2 separate regions of the Sus scrofa genome follow, and region 1 is linked to region 2. A link is a contact called in public HiChIP or PLAC-seq data. All regions are on one chromosome and are shown on one strand. The core of a region is the stretch at or near the end of the contact, and the rest is flanking DNA. Distances in the headings are between cores, read along the strand shown.

Region 1 (4,330 bases), core at 813-3,312, 87 kb after region 2:
CTCATTTTAATGCACAAGTAGTAGCGTAGGCTTTCCCCCCTGCATTTAAGAAACTCTTAGGTTAGAGGAATCTGTTCTTAATAGGCCTCTATGACATCTAAGTAAACTATGCATTTTTAGAAAAGTAGTATCTTTGTAGATAATAATGAAGTTGTAGTTTCTGTACTAGGTTAGAATACCTTTTGCATCAGACCATCACAATCTGAACAACTGTTAAAAAGAAAATCAATTTGGAGTTCCCGTTGTGGCTCAGTGGTTAACAAATCCAACTAGGAACCATGAGGTTGCAAGTTCGATCCCTGGCCTTGCTCAGTGGGTTAAGGATCTGGCGTTGCCATGAGCTGTGGTATAGGTTGCAGGCACGGCTCGGATCCTGCGTTACTGTGGCTCTGGCATAGGCCGGCGGCTACAGCTCTGATTAGAACCCTAGCCTGGGGACCTCCATATGCCGTGGGAGCGGCCCTAGAAAAGACCAAAAAAAAAAAAAAAAAAGAAGACAAAAGAAAATCAATTTTAGGAACTGTGTTTAAAGAACTTTCTGGCCCCAATATGTGCCTTGAAATATTTTGAGATTGTCTACTGAAGTTTTTTTTTAATTTTTTCCCCCCCTAAAAGATATGGTAGTAATGTTTTTCTATATAAATGCCTGCAACAAGCATTTCTTGAGCATCTCCCAGTGCTTAATTTGTTCTGTGTACTTATACTTAAGACACAGTGAAAACCATGTCATATATGCACATTTTTGGTAAAGGAGACTCTTCTCCTTATAAGCTCTGCTGCCCGAAAATAACAGTAAAGGATGAAGTGGAGTCTAATTGCTGTTCTTGCCCTCTTCATATATCTTATTTAAGTTATAGTTGGAAAAGCAGCTAAAAACATGGAGTTCATGCCAGTAGTTTGAGGAGTTGCAGTTTATCTAGCCCTGGAATTAAGTGGCGTTCATCATCTCTTCCTGAGCACCAGTGAGTGATGTTTCTGACCCAAACATAGACTAAACTGGCCAGCTGTGTGGGTCAAACAGGATAGCCAGCAGCTCTGAGGTCAGGATGGTGCCGAAAACCCAGCATCTGCTTGTTATCCCACCCCCCAAATCTGTGATGTCCCCTGACCTCCTGTGCGCACAGCGCTTCATCTGTAGGTGATTTGACAGCAGAATTTAGCATTTGAGAGTCTTTAAAAACAGCCCCAAAAGGGGCAATTAAAAATTTGTGCTTCTTCTATAGCGTATAAAGCACGCTTTTCAGTTCTGTATTTCAGGAGCAGAGTCATTGGCGTTGAACGTTGGGCTGGATAGTCAAAGAGCTGGTTTTTGTTTGACTTTGACTAGATCATCCATGAAGGGATTCCAGGAGTGTATCTATTAGCACCTCGACACTAGGAACTTATTACCACCCTCTCTAGGTTGTAAGGTCCCCAAAGACAAGGACTTTTTCCCTTCTAGTTGACTGATGTATTCCGTAGTGCCTGAAACAGTGCCATGTGTGAAAGAGACCCTGAGTGGGTATTGATTGAAGTAGTGCATAACTCTTTTTTTTTTTAAGTGTTTTAAGTTGTTATTATTATTATTTTTGGCCACTCCCGAGGCACTCAGAAGTTCCCGGGCCAGGGATCAAACCCTAAGCCACAGCAGTGGTGATGCCAGATCCTTAACTCACTGAGCCACCAGGGAGCTCTAGTGCATGGCTCTTTAAGGGAGGAACGCAGGAACGATTCTACCTTCGCTGCAATTATTCTTCCTCCTCCTCCTCCTTTTTCATTTGCTGAAGCGCCTAACCAGCTAATCTCAATTCTTCTGAGTCCTCTGAGCTTGTTTGTTTTTCTGTCTACAAAATGGGGCTGTTGTCATGTAAGACTTTATTTGATTATGAGAAATAGTCCCTCCCAAACTTCCTTGAACAGAGGTGCTAGACAAAAACAAGATGGTTTTGAAAAAAACACCGCAGTCCAGACTATACTAAGATGCTTGGTTGCATCCGAAACCAGTTTCACAGTCTGCTTTAGGCGGGCGGTTGCAACATGCTCTCCATCTGTGCCTGATTCCAAGGAGCAAACTTGAGCTCCAACTCCACACTGTGGCGGGAACGTTGGCACCGACGCTCCCCAGACGGCCAATGGGCGTTGCTGTGGTGGAGGCATGACATGATTTAATTTTACTTTATTATTTGCTGGATGTGCCCATTGTGTGTTAGCCTCTGGGTGTGTTTACAAGGAGCTTAGGAAAGAGGTAGAGGCTGCGTTGTCTGTGTGAGGGCCAGGAGTGTTCTCTTTCTTCCTCTCTCTCTCTCTCACGATACACCTCTCCCCTTAGGCATCTAGCACCAGTCCGGGCCAGGGGTGAAATCATCACGATTCAGCAAGAGGCTCAGAAAGACCTGCCTTCCTAAAATCCCTTCCCCTTAGCCCTGTAATTCGCTGTGACAGCAGCTTGGGGCCTGAGCGTGTGTGAGCTTAGTTTCTCAAAGGACACACATGTTGTCAAGGGTGTGGCCAGTCCCTGCGCTTCCTTAGTAGAGTTGAAATCCACTTGACCGGATTTGGGTGACTCTTCCTGGCAACATTCCTAAATTTGCTGTGAAAAGCAAAGGTTCAGAATCCACAAAAACGTCATTTATTTGGCAATGAAAACCAAGGAATTTCGGAACAGGGATCAGTTCTGTCCTGCACAGTCGCCTTCCCTCTTCGTGTTTTGATGACAGGTTCTTTTTATTCAGAAGGGAGCAATCATGTATTTTAAGGGAGGTGGGAAAGGGAGGTGGTTTGGCCTGTGTCCATGTATTCAGATGCTCATCCTTTAAAAAAAAAAGGGGGGGGCTTTATTATGGTGTCCTAGTGAGTATCTCTGTGTCATTGCTGTTTATAAATTATCTTCCCTTCCAACCTGTTTGTTAAGTTCAAATCTTGGCTCTGGGAGAGATACAGTTATCAGTAAGGCAGATTCCCTTTATTCTTACCAACCCCCCCACCCCCACCCCCGGTCATATTGCTGTAGTGTTATCTAACTAGGGGACCTCATGGGTGACAGGAGGTTTTTGGATCCATAACCCCAAGCCACCCCCAGTCCTGGCCTTGCAGGTCTGCCTTATCAAGCCAGTGAAACTTTGGCAGCTTGTGGGGTTCTTCCATCCTTCCTGCACCTGAGGAGATGCATAGCAGTCAGTCCTGATCTAGCAAATGGATGCAAAAATCCCCACCAGTATGTATTTTTGAAATATTTTCATTTGACCGGCTCAGCAGGTTCTAACTTACTTACGCAACTGGATGGGTTTATTTAATTTTCCCCCCAGACCTTGACCAGTGGCTGTGAAGACCCGTGTCCGAGGAAATCGGGCCTCCTCCCTTCCCTGGGGAGCGGACGGGGTTGGGTGTGGTGGCTGGGTTGAGAAGTCCTTGGGGACCTTGAGAAAGGTGTGCCACCTTGAGCAGCTGTGGTCCCCCGTTCTTGTTCACCTTTGCACCCACCTCTCTCAGTCTCAGAGAGCTTTGCAGTCTCTCTTCTTTCTCCCCAGCATCAAAGAAATTAAAATTTCTACCCCCACTGTTGTCCAAATTTTAGAAACTGGAGGTAAACGATGCCATTATAGGCATCTTCTAAACCAAAGATTTCTACTTCAGCTGGCCAAGGATGTCTTTTTAAGAGGGAAAAGGAACTAAATAATTGAGTTGGGTATTTCAAGATATTCAGTCTTAAAAAAAAAAAGTCAGTCATTTAAGAATCCAATACACAGCCAGACTCTTAACCTTGGATTTCCCAAAAATGATTCCTCTTTTCCAAACTTAGGATGGCCATTGGGGGAGGTTTAGCTTGACCATCAGTTGTTACAGGTCACACACGGTCTCAGTAGTTCTTAAAATCTTAATAACGAGCCCTCTAATCCTGCAAGTTTTCAGAAGGAAATCTTGATGAGCCATCCTGGAGTTGCTCTGTCTGGTAGCGTCTTCTTTATTGACAGTAACTCCAGCTGAGCTCCCTTGGTGAATATGTTTTCTCTGGCACCGCTGTGTTTTTTGTTTTGGTTTTAAATCAGAAATGCTTATCAATAGGCTGCATGGTTGGGGAAAATGGCATTTGTTACGGAGCATTTTTTCCCAAGGAGTATCTGGAGAATTTCCCTTTAATACCAAAAACATAATAGTCCTTGTGCTAAGAACATACTAGCATTGTGATCACTGTACAGGAATTTGCATTGTTGACACTGGTATGTAGGTTCCAGAAACTCCAGTTGGTATTCTCTGGCGTTCTGGTCAGGAGCCCTGGCTTCTTGGTCCTTGGCAGAGAACACATCCCTTGGTGACCTGTGGGTACCCTCAGTGGAGGTAGCGATGTGTGGTC
Region 2 (3,774 bases), core at 1,172-3,671:
GTTATTATGCGTGATGATGGAAATCTGAGCTGCGTCCAGATGTGACCCAGGAGCGAGAGTGGGTTTCTGGGGCTAGTGGGACAGTGCACATGAAGCCCGGAATGGGGTTCCCCCTGTGACCGGAGCACCTTTGAAGACGTCCCCGTGAGGATCCGGGAGAAACTGTGTCTTTGGTTTATAAGACAGGCTCCCTGGGTTTAGGGGCCCGTGAGTCCTTTTGGGGAAGTGGGGCAGTGGCTTGACCCCAGCAAACGTAACTGACCCACCGAGTTACCAGCCAACTTAAATGTCACCAAATGTGGCGGCCCCTTTCACCTTTTATGTCCTACCTAAGTTATGGCTCTCAGCTAGTTTACTGGAAAATATATTTTCTCAAAAATTTTTTTTTTCTTGAGGAGCCAAATGATGTGTTAGAAAATGTAAAGGAACAAGAAGGAATTGTCCATAATCCCACCATCTAGAGAAAAGCATTGCTAAACGGTGGTTGATTTTTCTTTTTCAAAGCAGTAAATAGATGAGTGTTCTGAATATATTGATTCCCCCCCCCCCTTCGGGTGTGCATGTGGTCACGTGGGCAGCCAAGCTTTTTTTCAGGTGAATTTCATCCAGGCTTGACACCTGCCCCTTCTCAAAAAGTAAACCCCTATCTTATTTGTCTGGTGGTTTCACTGTGGATGGCACTAAGGGAGGCAAGCTGACGTTATGTTAAAGACTTGACAAGCCAGCACCCATCTGTTGGTTTCTTTGCTCTAACCTCTGAGCTGGTGATGGGCTGAAATGTCACCTTTGCCCTTCTTTAAAAGCAGGAGAAATGGGGGGTGAGTGGCTGGATGCCTCTGAAAATACTGGGAAGTGCTGTTGGCCGTAGGGTAAGCTTTTTAGAAGTTGGTACATGCAGTGTGTTGTTTTAACTAATGAATCTTCTGGGCCTGAAGATAATGAGGTCAGAGGGCAGCGAGGCCACCTTAGCACTCACTTGAGGGTCCACAACACCCAGAACGTGCCTGGCCTACTTTGCGGGTGGTGGGGGAAGATGGGGCTGGAATGCTTTTTTGATTGATAGCAGGGATTGGAAGATAGATGGAGTGGCCTCCTGGCTGATGGGGAGCCAACTGAGAAGAAGGTAGTGGGCGCCTCAGAGAAGCAAACAGAACAGCTTCCCCCTACCTTTACCGCCTCACTGGGTGCGGGTCCATCTGCATCCAGTGCTTTGTGCTCCTTTTTCCTGAGTGGAAATGCAAGCATTCTGTGCAGCCCAGCTCCCCTCTTAACCTCCCCTCCCAACCCCCTGCCCTCATCCTCCTCTCCCCACTCCCCTTCCCCTCCCCACCCCTTGCCCCGGCTTGGCTTTACCTGATGCGAGTGTGCTTTGCTCAGACTCTGCAAATAGCAAGTTCCCAGTGACAGTGTGGCAACTGGATGCAGAGGCCGGTGCAGTCCTGTAATAATATAGCTTGTGTTTTTAGAATATTTGATGTTATATTTTACAGTCTAAGTGCTTTTCAGATACCTTTCTATTGTCTTTATTTTATAGATATATTAAATAACCAGGGCTTGTTTGGGGAGCCAGGAGAGGGTTGTGGGGTTAGAGGGAAGGGAACGGGTCTTGACTGACTCCTGAAGCTGCCGAGCAGCCAGCAACCTCAGTAATGGTTTAGGGGAAACTTTGCATCCACCTGAAGAGGGAGGGGGATGAGGGGAAATTATTTGACAATACCTGGGGATCAAGGGAGCCAGAATCTCTGTCCACTGTCACCCAGCAAGTTGGGTGAGAGCTGGGACCTTAGGCCCCGTGATCTTTCTCTTCTGTCTTCCACACCTAACGTCATGCCTGGTTCCGGCATCAATACGTATTTGTCGAATGTTAAATGAGGCTTAAAGAGACCGTTCAGGCTTGGCACAGGGGCACCGAGAGGCAAACATGTTTCCTGCCCTCATAACCTTCACTTCCAAATCCTGTCACCTCGAGCTGGTTGCCTAGGCTCTTCCAGCTCAGTTTCCTGAAAACTTCTCTAAAAAAATAGGTAAAGGACTAGCAGAGGGCATTTCTGGGTAAGAACTCCACTCTTGGATGATTTCTGCTGCTTATTGCTTTCTTTGCATTTTTCCTGCTACACAGCGCCTTCTTTATTTTCACCTCCTAGAACATAAATGTCTGATGACACACTGTAGTGTTGGGTAATAACAACAATGGAAAAAGCATTCCTGACGTTAGTGCCAAAGTCCCCGCATGTGACCAGCATCAACTTAATAACAACAACGGTGGTTGGAGAGCTGGCATTTATTTCTCCAGCACCTACCGTACGGTCTTGGGGTGGCAGCATCTCTGATGGAAGGAGCTGTTGGCTGTATAAACTGCACTCCCCACATGTGTTTGTTCTGGGCGTTTGGTATCTCACTTGGCTTGTTTACAGCCTGGACATTTGCTCTGGCCATCCTCAGAGGACATGGTCAGTGCAGGAGGAAACCCACGCTGGTCTTTGGACCGGACTGGGGCTTGGCGATGGTCCCCAAACAGGGTGCCAATGGCTCATGCTTGTTTTTCTGCCTGACGGTAGTGAGCCCGAGGTACAGGGAGGACTTCCCTTTTCCCAACTGGCTAACCCCTTCTTTAGGCAATTTCTATTCTTTTTTTTTTTTTACTTTTTATTTTTATCTTTTGTCTTTTTAGGGCCTCATGCGCGACATATGAAAGTTCCCAGGCTAGGGTTTGAATCAGAGCTGCTTCCGCGATGTACACCACAGCTCATGGCAATGCTGGATCCTTAACCCACTGAGCGAGGCCAGGGATTGAACCTGTGTCCTCATGGATACTAGTCAGGTTCATTACCACTGAGCCACAGTGGGAACTCTTAGGCAATGTTTTTAGCAGGCAAGGTTTTAAATCTTATTGACATTTCCGAAGAAAGGTAGAGGAGGGGGAAAAAAAATCAAGACGTGTCTGGGAGAAAAGTGGCAGGTTTTTGTTTTTTGAGATTTTTTTTTCTTTGTCATTTTTCTTTCGTGTGCACATTGTAAAACCTCTTTCAGATGATGATTTCGTGTGGTTTCTTGGTAGCCCTGGAGCAGCTGCTGCTGGGTCTGACCTAGTGCATCTCAACCCCTGGTTCTGTGGGCCACCTGTGCCTTGTGTGTCTGCTGTTTGCAGAGCATGAAAGAGAAGAGTCAGAATTCTGCTGGGGTTGCAGACATTTTAAGAAATCTCTTTAAGTGTGAGGACCAGTTGGAGGGAAGAAATACAGTGGCTTAGAACACCAGGCCTGCAGCTGAGCTTTGGTGTACCTGGTTGGAGAGCAGACGTGGGGGAGACCAAGCGTAGTAATAGGAAAATTCCACTTGACCAGAAGGCTAGGAATGAATGAATGGGAGGATGGGGTGGGAGTAATCCGGAGAGGCGAGGCTGGTTAACTAGGAATGTTTTCGGTCACTTTGTTTTACTTCGGGCCAAGTGTTCATTTCCCTTTAATCATTGAATCATAAACAGGGATTTACTTTTTCGGATGATTTAGAATCGTGCAATGGCTCCAGGAGTTTTATTCTGACGGTGCCAATCATGTTAATAGCAATATCATAGCTAGCTAATAATATAATAGCATTTACTAAGCCCACACCATATGCGAGGCATCGTGCCAAGCCTGTGAACTCTGAGAGGTGGCTGTTGGGTGTATTCCCATTTTACAGATGAGGAAGCCAATGCTCACAGAGATGAAAGCCTTTGCCCAAGCCCACCCTACTTCTCGATGGTTCGTTTTGCTATCTTCTCTGTCTCTCTCT

The links. HiChIP or PLAC-seq counts read pairs in DNA pulled down with a chosen protein or histone mark.
Region 1: a contact with region 2 is called in an H3K27ac HiChIP or PLAC-seq map of alveolar macrophages. The contact joins two enhancer-like sites. A contact is called at or near these places in 1 of 47 Hi-C or Micro-C datasets (subcutaneous adipose tissue) and 2 of 2 datasets of contacts at active chromatin or transcription factors (alveolar macrophages and skeletal muscle).

Annotation. Positions count from the first base shown.
Region 1 is chr14:123,491,334-123,495,663 of Sscrofa11.1, forward strand. The region is part of intron 6 of TCF7L2 (transcription factor 7-like 2); the gene reads left to right. Among named protein-coding and RNA genes, the nearest start is that of TCF7L2, 150 kb to the left of the region's middle. Within about 2 kb of position 2,063, at least 13 of the 83 cell types and tissues checked have an H3K27ac peak or open chromatin away from gene starts, as enhancers often do. A contact at or near this core is called in alveolar macrophages, where this site is marked.
Region 2 is chr14:123,403,925-123,407,698 of Sscrofa11.1, forward strand. The region is part of intron 4 of TCF7L2 (transcription factor 7-like 2); the gene reads left to right. Among named protein-coding and RNA genes, the nearest start is that of TCF7L2, 62 kb to the left of the region's middle. Within about 2 kb of position 2,422, at least 8 of the 83 cell types and tissues checked have an H3K27ac peak or open chromatin away from gene starts, as enhancers often do. A contact at or near this core is called in alveolar macrophages, where this site is marked.